Linked DNA regions of Oryctolagus cuniculus: region 1 is linked to region 2. A link is a contact called in public Hi-C data. All regions are on one chromosome and are shown on one strand. The core of a region is the stretch at or near the end of the contact, and the rest is flanking DNA. Distances in the headings are between cores, read along the strand shown.

Region 1 (5,593 bases), core at 2,459-4,958, 1.1 Mb before region 2:
TGATCTTCTAGCTTCAGCTTGACCCACCCATGACTGTGGAAGGCATTTGGGAGTGAAAAGGTGGATGGAAGATCCTGTCTGTCTGTCTCTCTGCTTTTCAAATAAAATGATCAAGAGTAAATTAAAAATTTTCAAAAAGCAAATTAAAACAAGCAAATTTGTCCCTACCTTGTAACTGAATGCCAGTCTGCCAAGTTTTTTCTCAAAAATTGTGTTTAAAAACCCCACTACCACCAGTCCCTCCTGGCTTTGCCTCTCCTGGAGGCCCCGTAGATGCCACTCTGGCTGGAGGTCTCTGACTCTAACAAGTCTTGTTTTAAAATCTCAAAATAAATAAATAAAATATCATTACAATATCCAATTATTTTAAAACTAATGTGATATATTCTCTCATTATTATTATTTCAACTATTAATTTGGACTTTGTAAGTGCTTTGTACCTCATCTAAGACTATTGACAGTTCAGGTGGCCAATGGGAACTTGTACCTGGTGACAAGGAAGTCTGGATATGAAGATCAGAATGTATGGCTGAGGTAGAGGAATCGAAAAGAAACCTAATTTAAAGCTCAAGGTGCTAGAAGGCTCATTTTTGGAGCTGTTCAACTCATAAGAATGAAGGTAAGAGTAGTGGTGAGAGAGAAAGCTGTCTGAGAGCTAGGAAACCCAAGAGAACAAGTATGGTGATTGTTAGTAAAGCTGGCGCTATCTTATCTGAGGTGCCATCTTAAGCCCCAGGTGCCATCATGGACTCTGGCACAGTTGTCATCTTGTACAATAAGTTTTGGCCACTCCAAAACTCAGCCTGGCTTATTGGAAGTCAGTAGTCCAAAGGGCCCAACCACAAGCATCAACTCCACCCCCACCCTAACGGGATTTGCTGCTCCCACTTCCTTATCACACAAGACCCACAAGACCCACTTTCCCATCAAGGCTCTTTTATTGCTGTCTCTCTCCAACATGTTGGGTTGCCCCCACACATACCCAACAATAAACCTTTCCTTTACTCCACTGTTTGGTGTGTTTTGTGGTGGCCTTTCAACAGCTATTGGCAACACAAGAGTTACTGAATTGGTCTAATCTGCTGCTCTGAGATTCCAGATTGAAGAAGAGGTGGGGTAAAACAAGAGAAAGCTCAGGAAGTGGAACCATAGAACAAAGAGGCTGCTCACATAAACTCTAGACCCAGCAGACCGAGACCTGTATGTGATCAAATGGGAGCCTCAGGTTTCCATTACTCTAGAAGTTAGAAGGGCCCCAGCGTGGGAAGAGGAAGAAGATGAAGGAGTAGTATTAGTGAGGGAAGTTAAAAGATGGGATGTTAAAATTAGAGGGATAAGCGACCTAATAGGGTAGAGTATGGTAAATAGTGCTGAGAGTTTTGGAGGAACCCTGAGCGTGGGTGATAGCAATGGGGAGAAATTACTAACTTAGATTTTTAAAATGTTTACTCATTCAGTCATTTATTTCAGTTGAAAGGCAGAGAGACACAGAGGGAGATCTTCCATCTGCTTGTTTGTTCCCAAATAGCTGGTTTGTTTCCAAATAGCTGCAAGAACAGGGGCTAGGCCTGGATGAAACTGGGAGCCAGGATCTAACTTCAGGTCCCAGATGTTATCTGCCATTCAGGGAATGAATTATCAAGAAGCTAGGAGCTAGGACTCAAACCCAGACCCTCTGATATAGGATGGTGCTTTAAGTGCTGTGCCCAATGCCCACCAGAAAGATTCTTTTAAAAAAGAGTTTTATTTAGATATAATAATTAGCCCCTATGATTTACCAATTTAATATGTACAATCCAATGGGTTATAACACATGTAGAGTTATCTGAGTTACCCATTTGTTATCACCTAGTGCTGAACATTTTCATCATTCCAAAAGAGAAGTTCTGAACCCATTAGCACTCACTCCACGGTGACCATCCTTGCATTGTTATTCCCAGCCACGAACAACCCTAACCCATTTTTTGGCTCTATGACTTTGCCTATTATGAACATTTATATAACTAAAAACATACAGCATTATCATTTTTACTGGCTTCTTTCACTTAGCATAATGTTTTCAAGATTCATCCATTTTGTAGCATGTATCAGAAGTTCATTTATATGTTATTTCCAAGTATTAGCCCATATGGATATAACATACTTTCAACCTCCAGTGATAGCTACATGTTGTTTCCTAAGTAGAACTTTCTTTCTTTTTATTTATTTATTTATTTAATTTTTTTTGACAGGCAGAGTGGACAGTGATAGAGAGACAGAGAGAAAGGTCTTCCTTTTGCTGTTGGTTCACCATCCAATGGCCGGCGCGGCCGGCGCACCGCGCTGACCTGGTGGCAGGAGCCAGGAGCCAGGTGCTTTTCCTGGTCTCCCATGGGGTGCAGGGCCCAAGTACCTGGGCCATCCTCCACTGCACTCCCTGGCCACAGCAGAGAGCTGGCCTGGAAGAGGGGCAACAGGGACAGAATCTGGCGCCCCAACCGGGACTAGAACCCGGTGTGCCGGTGCCGCTAGGCGGAGGATTAGCCTAGTGAGCCGTGGCGCCAGCCTAAGTAGAACTTTCATGCTATTATGAAACATGGTGCTTTGGAAATTCATGTACAGATACTAGCTTGGATGTATATTTTTATTAACCTTACACATTTACCCAGGATAGAGTTGCTTGGCCAGAGGGCAACTCCATGGGGTCTTTTTGCATAACTGCCAAACTTCCAATGTGACTGTCCCATTTAACATTCTGAACAGCAAGGGTGAGGATCTGAGACCCCTTGATGAACCCTGTAAATGGAAAAAGAAAGGTCTGAGATGTTAGGTCTTAACATCCATTAGTGACGCCTCTCTTGAACAATTAAGCATTGGTTGACAATCTAGAAGTGAAATATGTTCTTAGACCCAGTGTCTGGGTTTACTGTTGCCCTTCACAGGCAGGAGAGGATTTACATCAAGTGTAAGGACCTGGCTTCTCTTTTGTTAATGAACATGAGACTTTGGAACAGTTGCATGTTCCACAACATAAGGACCTACTCCACATTCAGAGTCTGTTCATGGCGCGGTCAGACAACACAGGTTCTTTGTGAACAAACACTTCTGATACTCATGGCAGCCTTGCAAAAGTAGTTCTGGTGAACTCCAGTTTAGAGAAGAGTGATCTGTGGTTTAAGATGCTTTAAATATAAGCCCAAGCTTATACTAACTGTAACCATTGATAAATATTGTAATTTTTTTCACTATCCCTATGGGCACAAATACCACTGTGGAAGCTGTACTGCAGTTTCCAAAATGTGAGGAGTCCTCAACAGCTCTACTTCTGTGTAGGAATTATTCTAAGCATTGTGCTTTTAGTTAGCATTGACTCATGGGAAACTTGGGAAAAATAGCCAATTAAAGTGTTAAGTAGCTTAACCTACTATGCCACAGCATCCAACCCCAACACCTTCTCCAGGCCACTCCTGCTGGAGGTCTCTGACTTAAATAAATCTTGCTTTTAAATTAAAAAAAGTGTTAAGTGGCATGAAAGAAGGATCACTTAGACAATGCATATAAGGTAAATTTATCATATGATTAGTCACACTAAAAAAAAAACACATTTCAAATGACTTCTTTTGGTAAGCGGTTATTTATACAATTTGATGTAATGCTGCACAGAAGAGAATTAGATGATTAATACTAAAACTGACTGTGAAACATGATCTCTGAATACTGACTCACCTTTTTTCAAGAGGCTGTAAATTAGTGAAGGATTATTACCTAAGACTAATACCTACTTTAAAGGTAAACTATGCTGTTCTCAGTGTACAAAAAATGTTCTGAATGTGAAAAATGATACCTTTATATGCACTATGGCCTATTCATTTAGGAACCAAAAGATTAATTTTTTTTTTTGACAGGCAGAGTTAGACAGTGAGAGAGAGACAGAGACAGAGAGAAAGGTTTTCCTTTTTCCATTGGTTCACCCCACAAAAGGCCGCTAAGCCAGGAGCCAGGTGCTTCCTCCTGGTCTCCCCTGCGGGTGCAGGGCCCAAGGACTTGGGCCATCCTCCACTGCACTCCTGGGCCACAGCAGAGAGCTGGACTGGAAAAGGAGCAACTGGAACATAACCGGTGCCCCAACCAGGACTAGAACCCCAGGGTGCTGGTGTCGCAGGCAGAGGATTAGCTAAGTGAGCTGTGGCACCGGCCAAGATTAAGTTTTAAGAACCAATTAAACCATTGAAAATAATATAATTTCAAATATCAAATATATACTATGTATTTTTTGCACACTATGATGTAAAAGAATATTTGGTGACAGGGATATTGGCAGCAATAAGTTTTTAAAATATATCTATTTATTTGCTTTTTAGTAATTTAAGAGAGAGGGAAAGAGAGAGTACTTGCCCATTGGCTAGGTCACTACTCCAATGCCTACAATTTCTTGGACTGGGGTAATTCAAAGCCAATAGCAAGGAAGGAAATCACTGGAGCCATCACAGCTGCCTCCCATGATCTGCATTAGTAGGAAGCTGAAATCTGGAGTCAGGGCCAGGAATGGAACCTGCTTACTTAAATATGGAATTCAGGCTTAACTGCTCGGATAAATCTCAACTCTGCACACCAAGTTTTTAAGGGAAAGTAAAACCAGGTTCCACCGTGTGTTTATTCCAATTTTGAGAAAGAGCAGGATGATAGAGGCTTCTTGATTTAACAGTACAACTTTTCTTCCAAATATTTGTTTGTTTGAAATACATAATGATGAGGGGTGTTAAAAAGAGATCTTCCATCCAGTTCACTCTGACAATGACAGTAAAAGCTGGTGCCAGGTCAGGCTGAAACTGGGAGTTTGGTATTCCATCCAGGCTTCCCACGTGGATAACAGGGAAACAGGTATTGAACCATCATTTTTTTTTTTTCTGGATAAAATAGCAGGAAGCTGGATACGAAACAGAATATCTGGGACTGGAACCAGAGCCACTATATGGTATACAAGGGTCCCAAGTGGTAGGTTAACCCACTGTGCCACTGTGCCACAGAGCCTACTCATAACAGATCATCTTAACTATATGAATGCAGCAACAGGGGTTCTTTGGGTGTAGGGTGAAGGCTTCTTAGCATTTTCTTCCTTTTCTTTTTAATTATTTTTCTGAAATATTTATTTTATTAATTTGAAAGGCCAAGTTAAAGAAAGAAACAGGAATATAGAGAAATCTTCCATCCACTGGTTCACTCCCCAAATGGCCCCAAAGGCAAGAGCTGGACCAGGCCAAAGCAAGGAGCCAGGAGCTTCATCTGGATCTCCCACGTGAGTGATAGGATCCCAAGGACTTGGGCCCATCTTCTGCTGCTTCCCCAGGCCATTAGCATGGATCTGCATTGGAAGTGGAGCAGCCAGGACCCCAATGAGTACCTGGTGTTATAGGCAGGGGCTTAATCAGTTATGCCACCATCAACGCCTTTCTCCTTTTCACCTGTTATTAAACTCTGTTTTCAAAATAAAATAAGTGTGACTTTATTAAAGATAACATAAAGTAAGTTTTAAGAAGCCTAGGCTTTAAATTAATTTGCAAATATTCTAGTAGTTTGTATGTTTATCCTTTCAGTTTTACAAGAACTTATTTTG
Region 2 (5,664 bases), core at 533-3,032:
TCTGATCCAGCTTCCTGCTAATGGCCTGGGAGAGGCAGCATTAGATGGCCCAAGTGTTTGAACTCATGCCACATACATAGGAGATCCAGAAGAAGCTCCTGGCTTTGATCTGGCCAACCCTGGCCATTTCTCTCTCTCTCTCTCTCTCTCTCTCTCTGTGTGTGTGTGTGTAACTCTGACTTTCAAATAAATTAATTAATCTTTTTAAAATATATGAAATGAATTCATGTGCCATACCTGTCAGAAGTACAATGAAACTCTTCAAAATGGGGATGGCAGAAAAGAAGAGAAGTAGTAACACTTGATGAATGACATGAGTGCTGATTGATCTGTACCAGAGATTTCATTTAATTAAAGAATTCACTACATCCATGACCACCAGGAGGAGAGTGGAGTCGAGAACAGAAGATGGTGAGATGATCCTAGCCATTAAGGCTGCTTTTAAGGGATAGAAGTAATCCATCGATTTCAGGAAACAAAAAGTAATGCGGCTTCAAATTTGGCCTCTTACGTCTTTACCAGAAAATTGGTGCCTTGAAACTACAGTGTCACTGTGACTACTGAGAAGTCTACCATTCTGAAGCTATCTAATAAGGGAGAGACTAAGTAGGTGCCAGCCAAACCTTCCCCAGACATGGTATTTAAAACGTGTGCTACAGACTCAATCCAGGTTGAGTAAGATAGACCGACATTGAGCTGCCCTTCTGGAAAGCTGTCTGTGATTAATTGCTGAACACTTTCATCTACAGTATCTCCTGAAGGGGAGAGCCCAGGAGGCAGATCATTCTCGGATCTTCTACAGTTTGGCCTCTGCTGGAACCCCTTAGCAATCGATCTTAACGCTTATCTCCAAGCTATTTATTCTTAACAAATGGAGCCACCACTCCTATTTATTATAATTCCTGCCATGTGGGAAGCGTGTGCTTCACACATCATCTTACGTGATAATCACATTTCAAGCTCTTCAACCACATAAATGCATTTACAGAGTGCAATTTTAGACAAAAATGGTTATAGGCTATGTAAACTATATAAAATCTGGTTTTTAAAACCATTTGTTTTGTGCTTTTAGAAAACCCCATATGCTACAAATTTTTAAAAAGTGAATTCTAAACTAAAAATCTTTGTGTTTTATTTTGTTCTGAAATTTGGCAACAGTTGACATAGTCTGACCTTAGGAATATTACATTGTAGCTCACAAGCTGATTCATTTTTTCACTGAGAATCTTCAATCAGAAAGCATATAGTCATGAACAATTCAACTGGTTTTGTTTTGTTTTGTTTTATAATTCAACTTTTAGGGATCTATTTTCCAAGACAATAAGCATCTGCTTTGACAAAAATGTATTCTCTGTGTATAGGAAGGGTGCCAGTAAAGAGCAATTGCTCCTTATAAGTCTAATTCCCAACATTCCAGAAACATGGGAAGCACACATGACTTTTGGGGCTAGATTTGAGAGTTTAGAAGCAGGGCCTGGCCCTGTACACCTTTTGTGGTGCAATACTGCCATCTGGCGGTCGATATAAATTATTTCAGATATAGTTGCAGAGGGCGACTACTCTAATCCTTAAGGATATTTCTAGTCTGCTTTCAGATATATTATGACTCTCCAGATCTCTAGAAGACACACAGAGAATGTGCTTTCGAGCCCTCAGCTCTGTCCCGCTCTGGCTGCGCCCCTCCCCACAGATCAAGGAGTCCTGGAGCTCGGAGGTAGCCCCCACGCAAGCCCAAGCCCCTTTCTGCAAGCTCCCTGCCCTCAGCTCACCTCATCAGCAATTCCTTAGGAATGCTCCAATGTTCCCACTGTGCCTGAGTTGTTAATGAATAACAGTGCGCTGCCGTTTCCCGCATATTACTTGCATTTGATCAGCTTCCCGACATTCCACCCACCCCGTCTCACAATAATAATGAAAAACAATTTTTAAGATATAAAAACAGGTCCTCGAAGTAACTTTTCAAATTCTACCCTCGAGTGTGCAAGAACGGTGAAGCATTTTCCAAACCTTAAGTCTCCACTGCCACCTTCAGGATGCTTGTGGTAACAGCAGGTACTAGAATAGTGGCTGACTGGGGCACATGTTCTGGTACCAGCAAGAGAACTTGGTTGAATCTTGTAATTGAACCAGGTGAGAAAGAAGCAGATGCCGTTTAGTTTATGGCATTTCACAAAATCTTGGAACGCATTTTATTTGCCACTCTGCTAGACAATAGAATTAAAAAAACAGGTAACACTGTATGTAATGTAAATAGAAATCTAAGAGCTTATAAATGTAACTGTATGTTACCTATATAATACATATACCAAAACTCTATGAATATAAAATTTATATACGCATGCCCCACACTAAGGACAACTGACACATCTATGGGGCTTTTGATGTGACAGGCTGTGATCTGTGTGCTTTATCATTGTTAACATGTTTCTACATTCTTAATTGCCTCAATAACTCCATGGAGGTAGCTATTACTATTAAGCCTACCTATTTTACAAAAGGGGAAACTGAAGTTCTGAGGAGTTTGCTTCTCTATAGTCACATAGCCAGTAAACGGCAAAGTCTGGACTTGAGCCTGGCTGTCTGGCTTCAGGGTCAGTGTTCCTTGCCATTGGATGAACCCTGCCTTTTCGGAACAGAGAGAAAGCAGGGTGGGTGCTGTGGGTAGCAAAAGCAGGCAGAGAACCACTTGTCCCTGGATGTGGTGATCACTAAGCTATGGAAGCTCTATGCTCACTATGGTACTTGCTAGTAGGGAGGAAGAAAACAGAAAACAAATAGTTTTAAAGGAAATCAGAATAAGACGATCTGATTTTAAAATGGCTGAAGGACTATTTTATATCAAGCAGTTTAAGAAGAGATTATATTAAGCTATGGCCAGTCTAAAAATTAATTTCAATCTATCTCCATGCAGATCTGTGGGGAGTATTCCAGACACACCTGCAGATTTAAGGCAAAGCTCCTGAGAGGGGTTTGCAGTCTGGACACACCGCAGGTCCACAATTAAGGCTCATTTGTCAGGAGTAGAGGGGAAGGAAGAAAAGCAAGCAGGGAGTTCTGAGAGCCAGACCTGGCCAAAGATGGACGGCTTGATAAGCCACACCAGGTGCAGGATTTTATTCCAAGTAGGAAGAGGAACTACGGAACAACTTTGAGCTTATCACAAAAGATCACTCCAGCTGCTCTATGAAAATAGGATTGGCAGGAGCACAAAGTGGAATCAGAATCCTGAGTCAATCATCAGTTGCATGGGAAGCGAGATACACAGCAGACTCATAGAATGGCAGATGTCCTAAACAGCACTCTGGCCTCAGAATCAGCCCTAAAGGCATTCGGATCTGGCTGAAAAGCCCATGAGAGTATTTCAGGCATGGAAAGTCAAGACACTCTGGCAAAAAAAAAAAAAAAAAAAAAAAAAAAAAAGAAAGAAAAAAAAAAAAAACACCTAAATGAAAGATCTCCACGAGTGAGATCCTAGTGGAAAGAACAGGTCTTCAAAGAAGGAGGTACCTTTCTCTGAAGGGAGGAGAGAACTTCCACTTTGACTATGACCTTGTCTAAACAAGATAAGACTCGGAGAACTCAAAAGGCTTCCATAGCCTTGGGAACTCATGACTGGAGCATAGGGAGATTACTGATGCCATAGACAGGAGTGTCAATTTGTAAAGTCAACAACAGGAGTCACTGTGCACTTACTCCTCATGTGAGATCTCTGTCCTTAATGTGCTGTACATTGAAATTTAATGCTATAACGAGTACTCAAACAGTATTTTTCACTTTGTGTTTCTATGTGGGTGCAAACTGTTGAAATCTTAATGTATACTAAACTGATCTTCTGTATATATAGAAAATTGAAAATGAATCTTGATATGAATGGAAGGGGAGAGGAAGTGGGAAAGGGAAGGGTTGCAGGTGGGAGGGAAGTCATGGGGGGGGGAGCCAATAAGCTGTATTTTGGAAATCTATATTCATTAAATAAAAGTTAAAAAAAAAAAAGAAACATACCAGGGGATTCCAATTCAATCCCATCAAGGTGGCATGTACCAATGCCATCTCACTAGTCCCAGTGATCAAGTTCTGTTCACAATTGATCATAATGATAGGACTAAGAACCTAAGGGATCACATAAACAAGAATAGTGTCTGAAAATACTAGCTGATAGAACAAAAAAGGGAGAGAACGATCCAACATGGGAAGTGAGATACACAGCAGACCCATAGAATGGCAAATGTCCTAAACAGCACTCTGGCCTCAGAATCAGCCCTTAAGGCATGCGGATCCAGCTGAAAAGCCCATGAGAGTATTTCAGGTATGGAAAGCCAAGACACTCTGGGGGAAAAAAAAACCTAAATGAAAGATCTCCGCAAGTGAGATCCCAGTGGAAAGAACGGGTCATAAAAGAAGGAGGTACATTTCTCTGAAGGGAGAAGAGAACTTCCACTTTGACCATGGCCTTGTCTAAAAATGATCAGAGTCAGTGAACTCAGGGGGCTTCCATAGCCTTGGCAGCTCATGACAAGAGCCTAGGGTGATAGTAATAGATGCCATAAACAAGAGTGTCAATTTGTTAAGTCAACAACAGGAGTCACTGTGCACTTACTCCTCATGTAGGATCTCTGTCCTTAGTGTGCTGTACATTGAGATTTAATGCTATAACTAGTACTCAAACAGTATTTTTCACTTTATGTTTCTGTGTGGGAGCAAACTGTTGAAATCTTTACTTAATGTATGCTAAACTGATCTTCTGTATATAAAGATAATCGAAAATGAATCCTGATGTGAATGGAAGGGGAGAGGGAGTGGGAAAGGGGAGGGTTGCAGGTGGGAGGGACGTTATGGGGGGGGAAGCCATTGTAATCCATAAGCTGTACTTTGGAAATTTATATTCATTAAATAAAAGATAAAAGTAAAAAAATACTTAAGAAAAAAAATCAAAAAAATAAAATATAAATAACTAGAAATAAATCATCAGTTGCAATAAAGAAGCAAACACAGGGTCTGGCCTTGTGGCGTAGGGGGTTAGGCCTCCGCCTGCAACATTGGCATCCCTTAGGGGTGCTGTTTCAGGACCCAGCTGCTCTGCTTCTGATCCAGCTCCCTGCCAGTGTGCGTGGGAAAGAAGTGGAAGATGGTCCAAGTACCTATGCCCCTGCACCCACAGGGAGACCGGATGACACTCCAAGCTCCTGGCTTCAGCCTGGCCCAGTCATGGCAGCCCTGGATGTTGAGTTGTCACTTGTGGAGTAAACCAGCAGATAAAAGATCTCTCTCTCCTCTCCCTCCTCCCTCCTTTCTCCTTTCTCCTCTCCCCTCTTTGCTCTCGCTCGCTTGTTCTTTCTCTCTCTCGCTGTCTCTCCTCTCTCTGTGGCTCTACCTTTTAAATAAAAGAAAAAACAGAACCAAGTGATGCCTTTGAGCAGCATGAGCATCAGTAAGGGGAAGGTCCATCCAGAAGATGAAAGACTGCTGTGGCCGTGGCCATGGAGTGTAGAGTGTGCACATGTGGCTGATGCTTCCAATGAGAAAGAAGGGGAAAACCAAAGTCAAGGCAATGCCCAGATATTGGGGGTTCCTAGGACCTGGGGGAGAAAGTGTAAGGGGGAAAGGGGCCCAGCTTAGAGTTGTTCTCCAGGTCCCAGGTCAGGGCACCCACTTCATCCCCTTCTG

Evidence for each region. Hi-C and Micro-C count contacts between places; a contact is called where the count stands out from the background.
Region 1: a contact with region 2 is called in a Hi-C map of an unstated tissue, with 8 times the contacts expected there. The contact joins two enhancer-like sites. A contact is called at or near these places in 5 of 6 Hi-C or Micro-C datasets (ear pinna, embryonic fibroblasts, psoas muscle and 2 more).

What each region holds. Positions count from the first base shown.
Region 1 is chr4:18,043,571-18,049,163 of mOryCun1.1, reverse strand. No RefSeq gene overlaps it. Among named protein-coding and RNA genes, the nearest start is that of ADAMTS5, 800 kb to the left of the region's middle. Within about 2 kb of position 3,708, at least 1 of the 8 cell types and tissues checked has an H3K27ac peak or open chromatin away from gene starts, as enhancers often do.
Region 2 is chr4:16,984,324-16,989,987 of mOryCun1.1, reverse strand. It overlaps LOC108177928 (a long non-coding RNA gene), which reads left to right. Exons shown (of 3, transcript XR_001794589.3): 3 at 1-214. Among named protein-coding and RNA genes, the nearest start is that of N6AMT1, 210 kb to the right of the region's middle. Within about 2 kb of position 1,782, at least 1 of the 8 cell types and tissues checked has an H3K27ac peak or open chromatin away from gene starts, as enhancers often do.